Linked DNA regions of Rattus norvegicus: region 2 is linked to region 1. A link is a contact called in public HiChIP or PLAC-seq data. All regions are on one chromosome and are shown on one strand. Each heading gives the region's core, a stretch centred on a gene start, on an enhancer-like site or on the middle of the called end of the contact. The rest is flanking DNA. Distances are from core to core; before and after follow the strand shown.

Evidence for each region. HiChIP or PLAC-seq counts read pairs in DNA pulled down with a chosen protein or histone mark.
Region 2: a contact with region 1 is called in an H3K27ac HiChIP or PLAC-seq map of oligodendrocytes, with 2.8 times the contacts expected there. The contact joins the promoter of Ubap2 here to the promoter of Ube2r2 in region 1. A contact is called at or near these places in 1 of 12 Hi-C or Micro-C datasets (the A7r5 cell line) and 1 of 1 datasets of contacts at active chromatin or transcription factors (oligodendrocytes).

What each region holds. Positions count from the first base shown.
Region 1 is chr5:61,080,838-61,085,975 of GRCr8, forward strand. It overlaps Ube2r2 (ubiquitin-conjugating enzyme E2R 2), which reads left to right and starts at 1,715. Exons shown (of 5, transcript NM_001127573.2): 1 at 1,715-2,066. The coding sequence starts at 1,890. LOC120103060 (a long non-coding RNA gene) reads left to right here and starts at 2,457. Exons shown (of 2, transcript XR_005505168.2): 1 at 2,457-4,728. It also overlaps a transcript of Nol6 not described here.
Region 2 is chr5:61,230,879-61,235,485 of GRCr8, forward strand. It overlaps Ubap2 (ubiquitin-associated protein 2), which reads right to left and starts at 1,881. Exons shown (of 28, transcript NM_001107928.2): 1 at 1,783-1,881.

The DNA of each region.
Region 1 (5,138 bases), core at 465-2,964:
TGCTCTATCCTGTGGAAGATGTTGTAATAGGGAAACTGGGTGCTAAGTACACAGGAACTTTACTGTTTCTCTGTATGTAAATCTTCTGTAGAAATAGTCTTATATGCTGTGAATATAACTTAATCATTACAATTCCTTGTTAGGTGTATTTAATCTTTTACAGAATCTGATCAAGTGAGGAGTTAAAATGAAGCTTTCTGAACCTTGGGTTGTTTGGAACTTGTCTCAGTGTTCTGCTTTCTTTCTTCCTTTCTTTCTTTCTTTCTTTCTTTCTTTCTTTCTTTCTTTCTTTCTTTCTTTCTTTCTGACAGGGTCTCTCTATGTAGCCCTGGCTGTTTGAACTTGCTGTGTATACCAGGCTATCCTTGAACCCACAATCAGACTGTCTCTGCCAATCAAGTGCTGAAATCAAAGGCATTTGCCACCATCGAAGCCCACAATCCTAGCATGTTCTAACCCAGGAACTGAAGACTGTGTCTTCCTAGCCATGCGTCCAGGTAGATCCACAGCCTTCTGTTTTTAGAGACAGGGTCTCACAACATAGTACTGACTGGCAAGGAACTACTTAAGTAGACCAGGTCGGCCTCATATTGATCATTTTGCTTTTGTTCCTTTCCAAGCGCACACCAGGCCGACATCAATATTTTGCAAAGAAGTAAACCAAGGTGTAGCCAGCACTCTTCCCCAAATCTCATATAGACCCCGTAATCAGGTTCAATATTAGTATTCTACGCTTTCTACACAACCTATTCTCGGTAAAAGGAAGCAGGAGCTAGCCTGCTTTTCTCCAGCCCTCCTTTGGGAGACTGCCTTCCCTGAGACTTGTCTAGGGGCTCGATCTGCAGGAGACGCAACCTAATGAAGCACTACTAAATGTAAGGACCACAGCCTGGGTGTCACCGAGGGGAGCCCGCAGAGGACCAGGGCTCCTCATAGGAAGGCTGCGGAGGCCAGGGGACACACAGGGCGATAGCGCCGAGAGCCTAAGGAACTGAGGTTCCTTCCGGGACACGCCTCTGGAACCGCGGCGTCCAGCCGCACAACCGTCACTTAGGGCCCAAAGCGATCCTCTGCGACCCGCCCTTGATCCCCACCTCCGCTTGGCTCTTTAAGGGTGGGGGACACGCGCAGGCGTCACAAAGCGCAGCCACCGTGGGGCCTGGCGGGGGAGAAGCGAGCAGGCGGGAGCAAGAGCAGGAGCAGAGTAGAGCAGAGCACAGCGAGGAGGGCGGGGGGAGGGAGGGGCGCGCGCACGCGCACCGGGCCGCTGCCGCTGCGAGCCGCCCCCCTCCCGGCGCGCGCCCCTCCTCCTCCTCTCCCTCCCTCCCTCCCTCCTTCTCTGCTCTGTCGCTCCCGCGGCGCGAGGCGCTCTCGCTCTCCTTCTCCGCCCCTCCCCCTGCGCAGCCGCCGCCGCCGCCGCCGCCGTCCCGAGACCCCAGCGCACGGCGCGCCCTCCCTCGTGCGCCCCTCCGGCCCCCGCGGAGAACGAGAGGGCAAGCGAGCACGGCGATCCCGGGCCGGCTCGGCCCCCCTGTCTTCACCATCGCCTGCCCTCCGCCGCCTTCCTTCGCTTCCACCTCCACTCCCCCCCCCACAAGTAGAGGCCCCCTCCGGGGGGGGGGGAGGCCCGGGGCCCGGAGCGGATTCCCCCAACTCCCTTAGGCCCGCCCCCGCCCGGCCCGAGTGTGAGGAGGGCCCGGGCCGGCCCGCGTCGTGAGTGAGGAGGACCCCGGGCGGGCCCGCGGGCCGTCTGGGGCCTGGTCCGGCCCCGCCAGGCGTGTGAGGACAGGGGCCCGGCCCGGCCCGAGGGCGAGCGGAGGGGAGGGGCCTGGTCCGGCCCGGCCGGTGCGCGAGGACTGGGGCCGCGGCCCCGCACGGCCGCCGCCGCGATGGCCCAGCAGCAGATGACCAGCTCGCAAAAAGCCCTGATGCTTGAGCTGAAATCCCTGCAGGAGGAACCGGTGGAGGGCTTCCGGATCACCCTGGTGGATGAGTCCGACCTCTACAACTGGGAGGTGGCCATCTTCGGACCCCCTAACACCCTCTACGAAGGCGGCTACTTCAAGGTACCGCCACCCTTTCCCGGCCCAGCTTCCCCTGTCTCCGCTTTCCGCCGCTGGCCCGGAGCGTGAGCTCTGGGGAGCCGAGGGGGCTCCTCACCTCGCATCCCCCTCCCCCATCCGTAGAGGCAGGAAGGCCTTGCTCACCAAGTGCCTTTTCTTTGTCATGGGGCGGGGGCGGGAGGCCAGACTGCACCGGGAAATAGGAAAGCCTCTGTGGCTGGGGTAGTGGCTACCGGGAAGGAGGGTTGCCTTTGTTTTGTTTCTCCAGCTGAGGGGTGTGTGGAAATAGAGATGGTCTATCTTCTCTTTCTCGATCCATCCGAGCCTTCTCTGCGCAGGCTGGAACTGCCCCAGAGGGCAGGGTGACCTGCACTTATTGGATTGGACTTTTCTCTTTTTTTGGGGGGGTGGTGTGGGGGAGGAATATTAGTCTGTCATTTCCTATGTGGCTGGTGCCCTGACATTTGGAGGATTTGTTGGTCTTGGGTAGTGGTAGTTCAACTTTTGCTTACTGTAGGTGGTAATAAGGAAGAGGACCCTGGGGGTGGCCAAAAAAGGGAGGGTGGTGTGCTGGCGTTGTCTTTCTGTTCATCCGCTTGAGGGGACTTCAGTTTAGTCCTCTTTTTTGCCCTCGTTTTCCCATTTACTTTATAGTCAGTCTCTGCTGTTGCCAAAATGCCCTTTGTCCTTTCCTACCGAGTTTACTAGCAACCCCCCACCCCCCATGTACAAACATCCACAAAGGGTGGAACACGTCAGGCAGATGGATAGTTTCCCACTTTAGGGAGACAAGATTAAAAGCTTTTCCTTAGGTGGTTGTTAGCTCCAGCAAATGGGGTCGTCCCACAGATGAGCCGCATCCGAGGTGACAGGGTTTCTCGTGGTGGAGTGGTTCCTTAGGCAGCCACTATATAGACATTGTTTCTATTGTTTTCCATGAATTATTCCTGAGTTCAGTACTTGGAGATACTGAGTTGTTTTTTTTTTTTTTTTGTCTTGATTTGACTGAAGCGTTTTTTGTTTGTTTGTTTGTTTGTTTTGGGAGGGTAGAATCCCTGAGTGAAGATGGAGTAGGGGTAGAGACAGAGGAAATGGGTGTTTAGGAACCCATTTATTTTTTTATTTTATTTTATTTTATTTTTTTTTTTTTTTGGTTCTTTTTTTCGGAGCTGGGGACCGAACCCAGGGCCTTGCGCTTCCTAGGTAAGCACTCTACCACTGAGCTAAATCCCCAGCCCCAGGAACCCATTTATTATTTTATTTCCAAAATTAGGTAAAATAGGCCAATGAGTCAATTTTAGTTTGTTTTGAAGGGAGGGGTTATCTTGGCACAAGTTTTAAACGAATATCTTAGTCATGTAGTTGTGATGTGTATTTTTAGGACTACCCAATTACTTAACTCTTATTTTCTACCGTTCAAAAGCCTCAAGTTTCAGGCTTTAAACTGGGTCAACTTTGTTGAAAATAGGATTGATAGGGAATGCTTAACATTCGTGCATGTGATAGTTGCTGAATACTTAGTAAAAGGACATTTTTAGAGTGTTATGTAAGAGTGTGGTATCCTTACCAACTGTTTGCTTCATCTTTTGTGGTCAGCATGCAGCTATGCTTTTTAGATGCAGGTGCTTAAAGTGACTAAGTGAAGGTTCAAGTTTATTCGTGAAAGATTGGAAGGTATTGTTCCATGTTGAGGTGTGTTATATGCACTGTCAGATACAAGTTTTAATTTGTAGATATTGGGAATATTGCACAAAGTGGAGTTCATGAGACATTTCCTAGAAAACATCTTCAAAGCAGACTACTGATTAATTTTAAAGAATACAGTTGTTTATTTGTTTTTTGCTTTTTTTTTTTTCTTTCGACAGGGTTTCTCTTTGTAACCCTGGCTGACCTGGACCTTGTTCTGTAGACCAGGCTGGCCTTGAACTCACATAGATCACCCTATCACCCTGCCCCTGCCTTCCAAATTCTGGGATTAAAGTGCCACTGGGCTTAAGGATACAGTTTAATTTCCAAAAAGTAGTATTTCTGGAACAATTGATAGTTAAGTAAATGGTAGTTAATCTCCTATTGGAATTTGTTTTTAAAAAGCTTTGAAGGTAAGACTTCCCTTTGCTAATGATTTGGAATTGATAAAATGGGAATATTCCTTGTAGCATATACTAATTTAAGGTAAAGCCAGGCAGTGGTGGCTCACATCTCTAATCTCAGCACTCTGGAGGCAAAAGCAATTGGATCTTTGAGTTTGAGGCCAGCCTGGTCTACAGAGCCAGTTCCAGAATAGCCAGGGCTACACAGAGAGACCCTGTTTCAAACAGCAGCAGCAGCAGCAGCAGCAGCAGCAGCAACAATAATAAAATACTTTGGGCTAGGACTGTAGGTTAGAGGCAGAATATCTGCCTAGCTTGCATGATGCTCTGTTTTTTAAACTCCAGCAACACACATACAACAAAATAAACAAATTATAACTTTAGTCCTTCTGAAAGGGTTGACTTTGGGGAGCAGGGGTGTACCTCAGTTGTCCAGGGCTTGTCTAGCATGGTTAAAACCTTGGTTTCCATCTGCAGTACTGCCCAGACCCAGAGGTATCCCTGAAATCTGAGCAGTCAGGAAGCAAAGGCAGGAGAGGTTATGCAAGCAATCTGAGGACAGCCTATTCTACACAGTAAGTTCTAGACCAACCAGGGCTGTGTAACCAGAGGAGGGAAAAGAAAGAGGGCTTTATTTCCTATTTAGTAGGGGTTGTTTTGTTTTGTTTTTTTTCCCGAGGTAGTCAGAGCCTTACTGTTTATCCCTGTGTAGCTGGTCTGGAACTCACAGAGAGAAGCTTCCAGGTGCTGAGACCAGAGGCACAGGTGTACCCTACCCACTTTAAATTCCTTTTCAAAAAATTTTTTTTATTTTTTGAGACTAATTTTACACCGCCTTTTTCTTTAATCCTCTCATTCAAATTTATGTTCCTCTTTTGAAGATTGTTTTACGTGTATTAATGTTTTGCTTTCATTATGTATACCACTTCTGTGCTTGCTTGGTGCCTTTGGAGTTCAGAAAAAGGCATTGGATCCTCTGAAACTA
Region 2 (4,607 bases), core at 631-3,130, 150 kb after region 1:
TTTAAGCCTGGCACTTGAAGGTAGAGACAGGCGATTTCTCCAGGTCAAGGCCAGCCTGGTCTACAAAGTAAGTTCCAAGACAGTCAGGATCACACCGATGAAAAACTGAAGGGAGGTTTAAAAAATAAACAAACAAACAACAACAAAAACCAGACAATTCAGAGGGAGTACTGGCATGCCCATTGGTAGGGGGTTTATAAAAAAATAAAAGAGGGCTGGAGAGATGGCTCAGTGGTTAAGAGCACTGACTGTTCTTCCAGAGGTTCTGAGTTCAATTCCCAGCAACCACATGGTCCAGCAACCACATGGTGACTCACAACCATCTGTAATGGGATTCGATGTCCTCTTCCGGTGTGTCTGAAGACAGTGTACACCTTTCCACTTTCTCATCTGGCACCGTGTACTTATATATAATAAATAAATTTAAAAAACAAAGAAAGAGAACGCAAAGAGTTCATTGTAACCAGGCACAGTAATGTTTGCCTGTAATCCATGCAACCTGATCCTAGCAAGGAAAGACTGAGGCCAGAGGTGCATGGTGACTCATGCCTTTAATCCCAGTGCTTGGGAGGCTGAGGCAAGTGGATCCCTATGAGTGCAAGACCGGCATGGTCTACAAAGCAAGTCCTCAATATGAAGAAACCCTGTTTCCAAAAGCTAGCGAGGGAGGGAGGGAGGGAGGAAGGGAGGGAGAAGAGAGACAGACAGAGCCAAGAGGATTTTGAATAGAAAGCCAGCCTTAGCTAGGGAGTGAGTGCATCCCTCTCTCAAAAACGCCCCCAAAAAAGGAATGCTCTCCAAAAGATGATCTCTGGGCACTTCATGGAATCACCAAAGCTCCAATTATTACTGTACACAATTGCTGGAGAAAAGTAAAAAGTAGGAGTAGGCAGAGTGTGCACCTTGGAAATGAAGTAGAAAGGCGTATGAGATTATGTTAAAGCAAGAAACAGCAGGAAGAATTCCAAGACCAACCCCAAGAGAAAACAAGAGTCCTGAGTGGTGACAGTTGCTATGCCTGGGCAACTAAAACTGAAAATGTAGGGGGAAAGGTTTTGGGAAAGCTGGATAGTAAAGTGATAAAGAAACTGGTAAGGAAAACCGAGTTGGAATGCACCAGGTTCAAGAATTAGCATTTGATTTTCTAACAGGCACGCTTTACAGTTCACAAGCACTCTTAACTTACGTTAAAGAATAAACTATGACACAAACAGACTTCAAGAACAGGGCAGGAGAAAGAAAACTTGAGTTTCAACTAACACCAAAGACCTCAGGAATGAAAAGTAGTAAAACTGAACTATGCCTTCAGGTTAAGTAGGGAGAGACTAAAGCGCAGAAGTTGGGCTCTAAGACCAGTCCCAGGAACGCCGCCAGACGAGAAAGCGGAAAGGTGGTCAGAATGAGGGCGACAGCGTGGCGGAGAAGCTCCAGCCAACACGCCGGGACCGAGGTGGGAGAGAAAACCACACCCTCCAGGATAAAAACCCAAAGTGGGGGAGGGGAAGGCGCCCCCTGGGGCTGGGTGGGGCCGGCCAACTAGGATTGGGGGGAGCAGGAAGCACAGGGCAACCTGAGCGGGAGAGGAAGGAGAGTGCCCAGGCCTGGACACACTACAGAAACATGAAGCCAGCGAGGGAAGCTCGGCCCGGTCCACCCGGGTAGACGCTGGGGCATCCCAAAGGGGGTTGGGAGTTCAGAAGACCTAAGCCCTGGTCCAGAAAGCATACACCGCAGGGTTCATGGCTCTGGAAAAGAGACTGAAGGGGATAGTGTGGCAATTACCGCTGCTGCTCTCGTTGGACTCGGGACCCGCCGCCGCCGCCGCCGCTCGTTACCTGCCAATGTGCCTCTTACAAAGCGGCGGCGGCGGCAGAGGCGGCCCTGCCCGTCACGTGATCCCTACGTCATGGGAGAGGGCGGAGCCAGTACTTGAAGCTTGAACGCGGTTACCCGGCTGGTTAACACAGCTCTGGGAGCTGAGCGAGAGGGACTATGTGGAGGCGGCGGGGATGCTAGCATTGCGAGTGGTCGGAGTTTCAGGGTCGTATTATCCACAGCCTACAGAGAACCCACTATTAAGGCGTGCGGTCGCTCTATGATGACCTCAGAGACACTGCAAGATACTCGATGCGTGCGTCTCTGTCGTCACGTGACAGGGTACAGCCACTCAAAGCAAGCCTGGCTACTAGACGTTGCGGGAGCGAACTACAACTCCCAGCGTGCTGCGCGGCAAAAGCACTGTCTACGGCCGCCTTTTCTCGGCGAGCTTGTAGATACAAGTCCTGACTCTGGCTCCAACGAGCACCGCATGGCTAGCTTCCGAGCTAGTACCATTGGGTGCCACCTGCCAAGCGAACCAGCGTGGTTTCTGCAGGAAGGTGTAGTTCTGGCGGAGAGTGGGTTCAGCTACCACGTTGCGGGACTGGCGCTCCGCCCTGCCCTCTGCGCGGGAAAACGCCAACGGCCAGCCGCCAAACCGAGACACCCAGAACGTCCTCCCGCTGAAGGCCTCGAGACTTCAATGTACTCAAATGCGGATTGCTTTCTGCATTCCCAACTCTCTTCTACAGGAAACGACTACCATTTCTTGAGCGCCTACGCGATGTTAGAGATTTATACAGTCGTGTTCTAGCCCAAGATCGGTCCGGTTTTGCAAATAGGAAAGGAAGAGTGTTTTAGGTTTTTGAGACAGGGCTTCCCTGTTTTGAAACTCACTCTGTAGTTCAATACTGGCCTCAAACTCACGAAGATCCACCTGCTTCTGCTTCCTGAGTGCTGGGATTAAAGGCGTGTGACACCACCGCTAGACTCAAATGATGATTAATCACTCACTAGCTTATCTTTAAGAAACAAATGTTGGGGCTGGGGATTTAGCTCAGTGGTAGAGCGCTTACCTAGGAAGCGCAAGGCCCTGGGTTCGGTCCCCAGCTCCGAAAAAAAGAACCAAAAAAAAAAAAAAAGAAACAAATGTTGAGGGCTGGAGAGATGGCTCAGTGGTTAAGAGCACTGACTGCTCTTCCAGAGGTCCTGAGTTCAAATCCCAGCAACCACATGGTGGCTCACAACCATCTGTAGTGAGATCTGATGCCCTCTTCTGGTCTGAAGACAGCTACAATGTACTTACAAATAAATAAATCTTAAAAAAAAATTAAAAAAAAAAAAAAAAAAAGAGCACTGACTGCTCTTCCAGAAAAAAAGAAACAAATGTTGAAAACACTTTCACTCCAGCCCATACTAACCTAGCCTCATTGTGCAGTACTTGGTGACCTCTAACTCTCCACAGTCATCCTGCCTTGGCCTTCCAAGTGGTGGGATTACACACAAGAGCCACCCACCATGCCTGGTTAGTATAATATATTTCAAATATATACATACATATAAAATGTATATTTTATTATATACATAATGTGTATGGATGTTTTACCTGTATGTATATATGCACCATATGCATGCCTAGCCAGAAAATGGGATTGGATCCTCTGAAACTGAAGTTATAGTTATAATTCATATTCTAGGTGCTGGAAATCAAACGAACACCCTCTGGAAAGACAGGTATTCTAAACAGCTGAACTGTATCTTGTTAAAAATTATACATTGAGGGGTTGGGGATTTAGCTCAGTGATAGAGCGCTTGCCTAGGAAGCACAAGGCCCTGGGTTCGGTCCCCAGCTCCGAAAAAAAGAACCAAAAAAAAAAAAAATTATACATTGAAACATAATATAATGTGACTATGAGTGCATATACATCTACAACGTTGTAGTTCAGTAAACATTACCTCAATTTGAGTTTTCCTGGACTGTAAAAATTAAGAGGTCCAGTAGCCCGGAGTGGTGGGATAAGCCTTTGTTCCCAGGAAGCAGAGGCTGGCTGATCTCTTTTGAGTCCAGTTTGAGTCCAGTCTGCTTAGTTTATAGAGCAAGTTCCAGAACAGCCAGGGCTACAACAGCAAACCCTGTCCCAGGAAAGAGAAAGAGATTATATAAACTATCTGGTTGGCACACAATAAGCCCTCAACAAACAGAATTATGTTCACACCCTGTTTATACCCATAAGGTGCAGCTGGTTTAAGCAAGATGGAAAAGGGATTTTTCTTATACTGATGGGGGTACAGTGCTAATTACTAACTTGCTAGTTACTAATAGACTTGATCTATTTAGCCTACCTGTCTAGACAATTGAAATTTTAAACAGGCCTGCCCAGTTCAAGGGAAGTCTTTGTTTTTCTGCCTGAATTTTACAGGCAGAACAAAAAGAACATATTATCCTGATTATTCATGTGTAGGTGTATCTTATCTTTCTTGGCCAATGATCTACTAACATTGTGTCTGGTCAGTTCAGTCTCTATGTCTCCTTGTTTTATAGAAATGTATGAGAGAGTCAAAGTTTTTTTTTTTTTTTTTTTTTTTTTTGTTCTTTTTTTCGGAGCTGGGGACCGAACCCAGGGCCTTGTGCTTCCTAGGCAAGCGCTCTACCACTGAGCTAAATCCCCAACCCCGAAAAGATTTATTTAAAAAAAAAATTAAATCCACTATTGAAAGTCAAAGACTTAGACAGTGGTGACACAGGCAGATCTCTGAGTTCAAGACCAGCCTGGTCTACAGAACCAGTT